Regions from separate parts of the Sus scrofa genome. Here region 2 is linked to region 1. The links are chromatin contacts, called in public HiChIP or PLAC-seq maps. All regions are on one chromosome and are shown on one strand. Each heading gives the region's core, a stretch centred on a gene start, on an enhancer-like site or on the middle of the called end of the contact. The rest is flanking DNA. Distances are from core to core; before and after follow the strand shown. Region 1 holds the start of GCDH (glutaryl-CoA dehydrogenase, mitochondrial). Region 2 holds the start of WDR83 (WD repeat domain-containing protein 83).

What was found. HiChIP or PLAC-seq counts read pairs in DNA pulled down with a chosen protein or histone mark.
Region 2: a contact with region 1 is called in an H3K27ac HiChIP or PLAC-seq map of alveolar macrophages. The contact joins the promoter of WDR83 here to the promoter of GCDH in region 1. A contact is called at or near these places in 1 of 5 promoter capture datasets (liver) and 1 of 2 datasets of contacts at active chromatin or transcription factors (alveolar macrophages).

The regions. Positions count from the first base shown.
Region 1 is chr2:66,136,986-66,140,577 of Sscrofa11.1, forward strand. GCDH (glutaryl-CoA dehydrogenase, mitochondrial) reads right to left here and starts at 1,978. Exons shown (of 10, transcript XM_021083716.1): 1 at 1,649-1,978; 2 at 1,074-1,217; 3 at 834-896; 4 at 398-568. The coding sequence starts at 1,739.
Region 2 is chr2:66,311,113-66,315,302 of Sscrofa11.1, forward strand. It overlaps WDR83 (WD repeat domain-containing protein 83), which reads right to left and starts at 1,727. Exons shown (of 9, transcript XM_003123321.6): 1 at 1,372-1,727; 2 at 1,169-1,289; 3 at 981-1,086; 4 at 688-736; 5 at 479-605. The coding sequence starts at 1,474. WDR83OS (WD repeat domain 83 opposite strand) reads left to right here and starts at 1,808. Exons shown (of 4, transcript NM_001001645.1): 1 at 1,808-1,887. The coding sequence starts at 1,838. It overlaps LOC100736972 (a long non-coding RNA gene), which reads right to left. Exons shown (of 6, transcript XR_002341622.1): 6 at 3,328-4,190.

The sequences.
Region 1 (3,592 bases), core at 728-3,227:
GACCAGGATGTGCAAAGGCCCAGTGATACAACTGAGAATTCCAAGCACTGAGTCTGGCTGAGAAGGAGCAGTCAAGAGAGTGGCCAGAGATGAGACAGACAGGTCAGGAGAGGCCTGCTCATGCTGGGTCTCATGCACCCAGTCAAAAAGTTAAAACTTTAAACTTTGGGCTGGATATGGGGCACACAGAAAGCAAATCGTGGGGATATGATGGCGGTGAGAGGAAGAGTCTAGAGCAACCTAAGAGAATCAGATGAGAGTGAGGCCCAGAGTTTGGCAGGGGATTCAGATGGCCATTGGTGATATATCCTTGGGGTGAGACCAGAAGGCAGGCTTGGGTAATAGCCCCACCCCTGAGCTTCAGACCATCCACTAGGTTCCATAGGCAGCTGCTTACCCAGCCGGGGCAGGTATTTCTGCTGCTGCTCTTCGCTGCCGTAGGCATAGATAGGGTGCATGACCAGGGAGGACTGGACACTCATTGCTGACCTGTAGCCGCTGTCCACCCGCTCTAACTCTCGGGCCAGGAGTCCATAGGCCACAGATGACACTCCAGCACAGCCATACCCTGGTGGGGGTGGGGGGGAAAATAGGGCAATGGGTAACAAAGCCCTACCCAGCTAAGACCAGTGAGTCCTGGGGCCCGAGAGACAGAGCTACATAGAGGTACCCAAAGGGAGGGCCCTAGCTGGCTTCATTTCATCCCCATAGTCATTTTCAGACAGAGGGATAGCAGCATCTCTTTACAGACTGGGAAGCCAGGCTCAAGGAAAGGAAGGAACTTTCCAGGGCACATGAAGGGCTGCAGAGTGTGGAGAGAAATCTGTCCATACCTTTGATGGTGGGGCCCAGCACACCAAGCTCCCCCATCTCTGAGATGATCTCCCGGTGAAAAACTGCAAAGGGACAAGATGCCCAACTTCAGGCCCAGGCTGGGCCCACTGAATCCCACCGCCCCAGGGCCAAAGGTCCCCAAAGGCCCAGCTAGAGCAGGCAGAGCTTGTGTCTATGGTGGAGGGTGGGATTCCTGTGGCAGGGGGATCTCCAGGGTGCTCACCCGCCTGCCCGCTCACCTTCGTTGCGATTGGCCAGCACGATGCGGGGCATGAGGTGCTCCTGGCAGTAGGTGCGGAAGGTGTCCCGGATGAGGATCTCATCTGCTGTGAGCTGCTCTTCCAGCACTAGTGGGTCCCTCCAGTCAAACTCAGGCCGTGAGGCTGGGGCAGGGTTAGAGGGGGTGGGACTCTAAGCCCAGCCCACCCGACCACCACACCCTCCCCTCCCTCAGAATCATCAGCTCCACTCCTCCACCCCATCTCGCTACCAACAAATGTGGACAGCAAACAGGACTGAAAAAGTGGCCGTTCTCAGGGAAACTCACTGCCTCAGCGCCTCTGGCCCTGGCCACGGCCCTGCCTCCCCGCCCAGCAAGTCCACGGATTCTGGAACAGAGCCCATCCGGGACAGACAGACAGTTAGTTGGACAAGGGCTGCAGAAGCACAGCGCGACAAGGGGTCCTTACACTTGGCCGATCTGCCCTGGGTCTTTCCGCCTTTCCCTGCAAACACAGGACAGGAAAATCACCCCAGGAAAGCCCCCGAGAATCAAGTTTCTCCCTCTCCATCCCATCCCCCGTCCAGCACTGACCGGTTTGCGCCGCTGCCGAGCCCCATGAGCGAAGGACTCGAAGGCAAGGTCCGCGGCTCAGTAGCCGTGCGTAGACGCTTCTCAGGAACATGGGGGTAGCGAGCGGCCTACTGAAGGAGTGGAGGCGTCTGAGAGGCTCCCACCTGCTGCCCCGGCCCTTTGCACCCCTTGCCCCCTCGCCAACTCTGCGCTGAGGCCTCCCGGCTCACGACAAGCCACAATGCAACGCAGCAAGGCTTTAGACCTAAGGCCGGGGTAGGCTGGGCAGAGGCCGAATGGGGCTTGCCATTGGTTCGTCCTAGGACTCTACTCTTTCACAGCTCTGCCTTTTAAAAGGGCAATGGCAGCCTTGCAGTGGAAGCGGGTGCGCCCTAGCGGAGGCACCTTGGTCTTCTTTAAGGAGCGGAACTGAGAAAGGGCGGAAGGCGAGTAAGCCAATCGGATTGGCCCGCTGTATTTCTGCACTGATTGGCCCTAGGAGGGGGCTTGGTCCATTCTTGGTTGGTCAGTTATAGAGGCGTGTGCAGAGGGATTCTGAAATTAAACGTGGAAAACAAAGCACAAGAAAAATGAGTCCTGGAACCCTGGAGACTAGACCTCGCGGTTTCCTAGTGTTGTGTGTGGGAAGAGGAGTTGGACTCCGGTGGGCAATCTCAGCCCAAGCTGTCTGCCAGTCTGTCCCAAGCACGTGCAGCCACAAGTGGTTGTATGTGACTTCTTGTGATTCTCGGTGCTATGCGACTCTGTGCGGTTGATTGAGCCTGAGTGACTGTGTACTTGTACGTGAGTGGGACTGAATGTGCCTGATATGCTGTGGGGCTGTTGACTATGGGTGGTTGTGTGCCTTTGTAACTGTGGCTACATATGTGTGACTGAATGTGTTTTCTTGTCTAAGTGGAAACTTGTGCAATGTTATTCTATGTGATGGTATGTCTGTGTGGTACTGAGTGCGTAACTGTGTTTAGATGGTCTTCTCTCTAGGTGTGCCTGTTTTCTTTGTGAGAATACGACTTGATTTTTGCAATATTTTTGTGTGTATGTTGGTGCCATTGTGTATACTTATATGTATCAGTGTGATTTGGTCTATGTGCAATTATGTGATTGTGAGCTTGAGTGTGACATGAGTATATGCCTGAATGAGTTAACTATGCCCACCTAGACTGCTTTTATGAGCATTTCTGTGATGTGCTTTTGAATCTGGATGCATCATGCTTGACTATATGTGAAAGTCACACATCTACCACGACCTGTCCATTTCCCAGTTGGGAAAATCAGACCCAGAAGGCAGAATGGTCTTGCTCAAGGTCACAGTGGGTCAGGTGCAGGGCAGAGACCAGGACTGGGATCTAGGCCTCCTGCTTTCAGGATAGGCCCCTCCCTGACCACCCAGGAACACTTCTTCCCATCTGGGTAGTTGTGTGTGTTATAAAGTACTCTGCCTATTATGGGAGTAACCATGAGATTGTGTCTGAATGTGATCACTAACTTGAAAATTCCTGGGGCATGGGTGTATCTAGACTCTCCCACTTTCTGGGCCCTTCTTGCCATTAATATCCAAATAAAATGGTTTTAACCCTTCTCCTCACTCAAAAGGGACTCCATCACCACCCTGAAATGTCTGGGATTTTCTTTTTAGGACTGCACCCATGTCATATGGAGGTTCCCAGGCTAGGGTTTGAATCAGAGCTGTAGCTGCTGTCCTACAACACAGCCACAGTCACAGCAATGCAGGATATGAGCTGCATCTGTAACCTACACCACAGCTCACGGCAACGCCAGATCCTTAACACACTGAGCGAAGCCAGGGATGGAACCTGTGTCCTCATGGATACTAGTCAGATTCGTTTCCACTGAGTCACGCCAGAAACTCCTGAAATGTCTGGGATTCTGCTTAGCTCTTATTCTTCTGTACACCTCCCTCTACCTGAAGTCAATATCCTCCCT
Region 2 (4,190 bases), core at 477-2,976, 170 kb after region 1:
CAGTCCAAATGCTCCCCCACCACTCAAGGTGTGAAATGACACTCAGGCTGTGGCAATGCTTAGGCAGCTCTGCGTGGTTTTTTTTTTTTTTTTTTTCAGTTGTTTGCCTCCTGTAGCTAGAATGTCGACTTTATGTGGGCAGGTGTTTTTCCTTATTTCCCTATCTTGTTCATTGCTGTATGCTCACTGACTAAAAAAGTGACCTGCAGGAGGTGTTCAGATATACTCTGAATGAGTAGCAGAGGGGCGGTCCAGGCAGAGGGAAGAGCAATTGCAAAAGGAGGTCCTGGGGTGGGAGCATGTGTGGCATATTTAACAGAAATGAGGCCAGGAATGAATAAAAGCTCAGAGTACAACAGGGACTAGACCATAGAGGGCCTTGTAAGCAAAGCGAGGAGAGCAGATTTTAATTTTCGGACAGAAGCAGCTACGATCCCTCCTGGCACCTGGGGAGGGGCAAGGTCCTGGCCCCACTCACCCTGCCAGGACTTCATGGTCCGACACCTTCACACTGGATATGCCATCCCTGGCTTCATCCAGCGTCTGTACTGGCTCAGGTTTCCGAGAGCGGCAGTCCCAGCAGCGCACACTGGAATCGATAGAGCCTGTGTGGTCAGCATGAAGGTGGATCAGGTTTGGGGGACAGAAGCAGCACCCTGGGCCCACCTGCCTAGGCCCCGCACTCACCAGACAGGATAACTGTGGCCTCTTCATTAAACTGCACTGTGTTCACCTTCTGTGAAATGGAACTGCTATTTAGAGAAGCTGGACTTTGGAGGATGGGGATAAAGGCAAGGGAAAAAGCTAGGGGTAGGGGAGGTGAAAGGTTTGTGGGGAACTACAAGGACAGGGCTTGGTAAGACGACCCTTGGGGAAGGGGAGGATCCTTGTGCTGTAACTGAGCAAATGGTGGTCCCTGTCACCACCTTCATGCAAATGACCATCCTCTCCAATTAGGCCACCTTCTTGCTTGCACTCACCCCAGCATGGCCCCGAAATTTTCGCACGACCTGCCCTGATGCCACATCCCACAGCACCACGGCCTTGTCCCCGCCGCCAGAACAGAGACTGCTGTTGTCAAAGGAGCTAGAGGGCAGAGGAGGGAAGGTTAACGTCGACCTCTGATCACAGCCTCAGCGCCCATATTCTGGCCTGGCCCTCAGCTCACCCGGCCGCGTCCAGCACCTCATAGCCGTGGCCGCTGTATGTCCGCAGTAGCGTCCCCCGCAGCGGGTTCCACAGTTTCAGGGTCTTGTCACTGCCGCAAGTCAGACAGTAATTGCCATCCACTGGGGAACACCAGGCAGGGGTTACTGGGTCTCCGATCTCAGGAGGAGGGAGGAGGACCCGGAATGAGATAAGGGCGCTCACCATTAAATCGCACGGCTCGCACAGCCCCCTGCCCGCAGTCCAATGTCTTCAACCGTTTCTGTGGCAGCTCCGGGCCACGTGGCTTTGGCTCAGGGAAAGCCATCGCACTCGGCTCCCTTCCTCGCCACCGAAGCTTTCCTTGCTCTGGGTGTAACCTTATTATTGTCCTCTATGGTCTACTTCCTATTTATCACTTCCGGATTCAATAGTTTCAGCTTTTTGGAGATAATATTGGGAATACTGAAGCCTGTTTCCAGTTTTCACTTTCTTTTCCCATTTCCTGTTTTCTAGGAATACTTTTGGCTTCCAATTCTTTCCCCTAGCTGGGAGAGTTCCGGCCCCCGCCGTTAGGAACGGAAGCACGAGGGCTGAGGGCGTTACTCCAAAAGCCTTCCTCCGTTTCCACATCGGAAGCTGCCAGAAGCTGCGACACCCGCAGCGGAAGAGGCGCGACTTCTGACTCGCTATGTCCGCTAACAGTATGTCGGACCCACGGAGGCCTAACAAAGTGCTGAGGTGAGGATCCTAGTTGTCATGGTGTTAAAAAAACGAAAAACAGCTGTAAATTTTAAGTTTCTAATTGGCTTTATCAAACGATTCATGGATTGGGCAGTATCCCATCTAGCAAGGGGGGGAAGGGGCTCTTAAGGGCTACGGAAATGGAAAGTTTTTTGAAGGCAGGGCAAGGAAGTCATAAGAAAAAAGGATTATTTTAGATTAAGTCACTTCCTTTTTGGGGAAAAAAGGGTCTTATTAGGTGATGGTTACCTCGTCTTCTTTTTGGGGGATGGAGACGGGAGAGGCACTCTGTAACAGACTAATGCGTTTGGTGCTGATCAGAAAAATACTGAGTGAACTCTTAAAACTACATTTTTTTGGAGGAGGTTGAAGCTTCAATTAAGTTAGGTATTAGGCCCTGCTTTGGTGGCTTGGCCCTAGTCCAAGTGACTCCGTTTTGGGCCTGTGGTTTTTTTTTTTTAAACAGTGCCCCTCTTTTGATTGGACTCTCAGCTTGACTGAGAGGTGTAATCAAAACTTAAGGCTTGGAAAGATAAAAAAAAAAAGAAATAAAATTTAAAAAAAAGGCTTGAGGAGTTCCCTTGTGGCTCAGTGGGTTAAGGATTTGTCTCTGCAGCAGCTAGGGTTGTTGCTGTGGCGCCTGTTTGATCTCTGGCCCAGAAACTTCCACATGGGGGCGAGGGTGGCCCAACCAAACCAACAAATAAAAAAACACTTCAGGTGTGAGAGCCATTACCCACTGCTGTGTTTGAGGTTATTGTAGTTTTTGTTGTTCCTTTGCATGGTGTTCATAGGTTTTTATATTTTTGCTTAACCTCTGTGATATTCACAGGTCCTGACTGGCTTCAGGTTCACCATCTTTAAGTTGGTCATTCTCTTGTTCCTTTTCTGATGTTTTAGGGAGATATTCTGCTTGGTGGTTAGCGGCTGTGAATATACATTTAAAGCTCTTGAGAGAATATGGTGCACCAGGGAGATTATTATGATTAAAATAAACAGGATAATTTGCAGTGTTTGGAGTGCGCTTTGGAGCTGTGGTCCTCAGCACTCAAACCAGTCAAAATTAAAATATATCAAAGAGTATCCCATTGAAGGAGTCACTTTTTTTTTTTTTTTTTTTTTTTTTTTTTGGCTTTTTAGGGCCACACCTCTAGCATATGGAAATTCCCAGGCTAGGAGTCAAATCAGAGCTGCAGCTGCTGGCCTGCACCACAGCCACAGCAACGCCAGATCCTTAACCCACAGATCCTTAACCCACTGAGCCAGGCCAGGGATTGAATCCGCATCCTTATGGATACTAGTCCTGTTTGTTCCACTGAGCCACAACAGGAACTCCCCCCGCCCTTTTTTTTTTTTTTTTTTTTTTTTTTTTGCTAGGAGTCAACTTAAGCAAACTGGCTTGCTCAGTGCTTTTACATAATTGAGGTTCTTTTCTTCTTTTTTGAAAATTGTTTATTTCATTGGAGTATAGTTGACTTACAATGCTGTGTTAGTTTCAGGTGTGTAGCAAAGTAATCAGTTATACACATACTTATAGCAATTTTTTTAAAAAACTTTTTGCTCATATGGGTTATTATGAAACTGAGTTTCAACTTCCCCAGAAGAGTTAATCCAGGCGCAGCAGGTGGTGTTGGTCACAGCACAGACACTCCTTGCTCAGCTAAAAGATAACCAAGGTTGGAGTTCCTGCTATGGCACAACAGGATCGGCTGCATCTTGGGAGTGCTGGGTCACAGGTTCCATCTCTGGCCCTGCACAGTGGGTTAAGGATCTAGTATTGCTACAGTTGCAGCTTAGGTCATGACTGCAGCTCGGATCTGATCCCTGCCCGGGAACTCCATATATGCTGCAGGGTGGCCAAAAATGGAAAAAAAAAAAAAAAAAAAGATAAGGGCTATCCTATTATAAAGAACAACTTTGGCCAGAGACTCTAGGTTCTTTTTTTTTCTTTTTGCCTTTTCTAGGGCCGCTCCCACGGCATATGGAGGTTCCCAGGCCAGGGGTCTAATTGGAACTGTAGCCACCAGCCTACGCCACAGCCACAGCAACACAGCCTTCGACCTACACTACAGCTCACGGCAATGCCGGGGATCCTTAACCCACTGAGTGAGGCCAGGGATTGAACCCACAACCTCATGGTTCCTAGTCGGATTCGTTAACCACTGCGCCACGATGGGCCCTGCCAAGGGAATTAAACCCTGAGTTGTGAAATCCTCTCCATTAGGTCCTTTCTAACTCAATGATGTAAATCTGAGAGTTGACCAATGAGGTTAGTTTGCTTGTAGACAGTTAGGGGCACA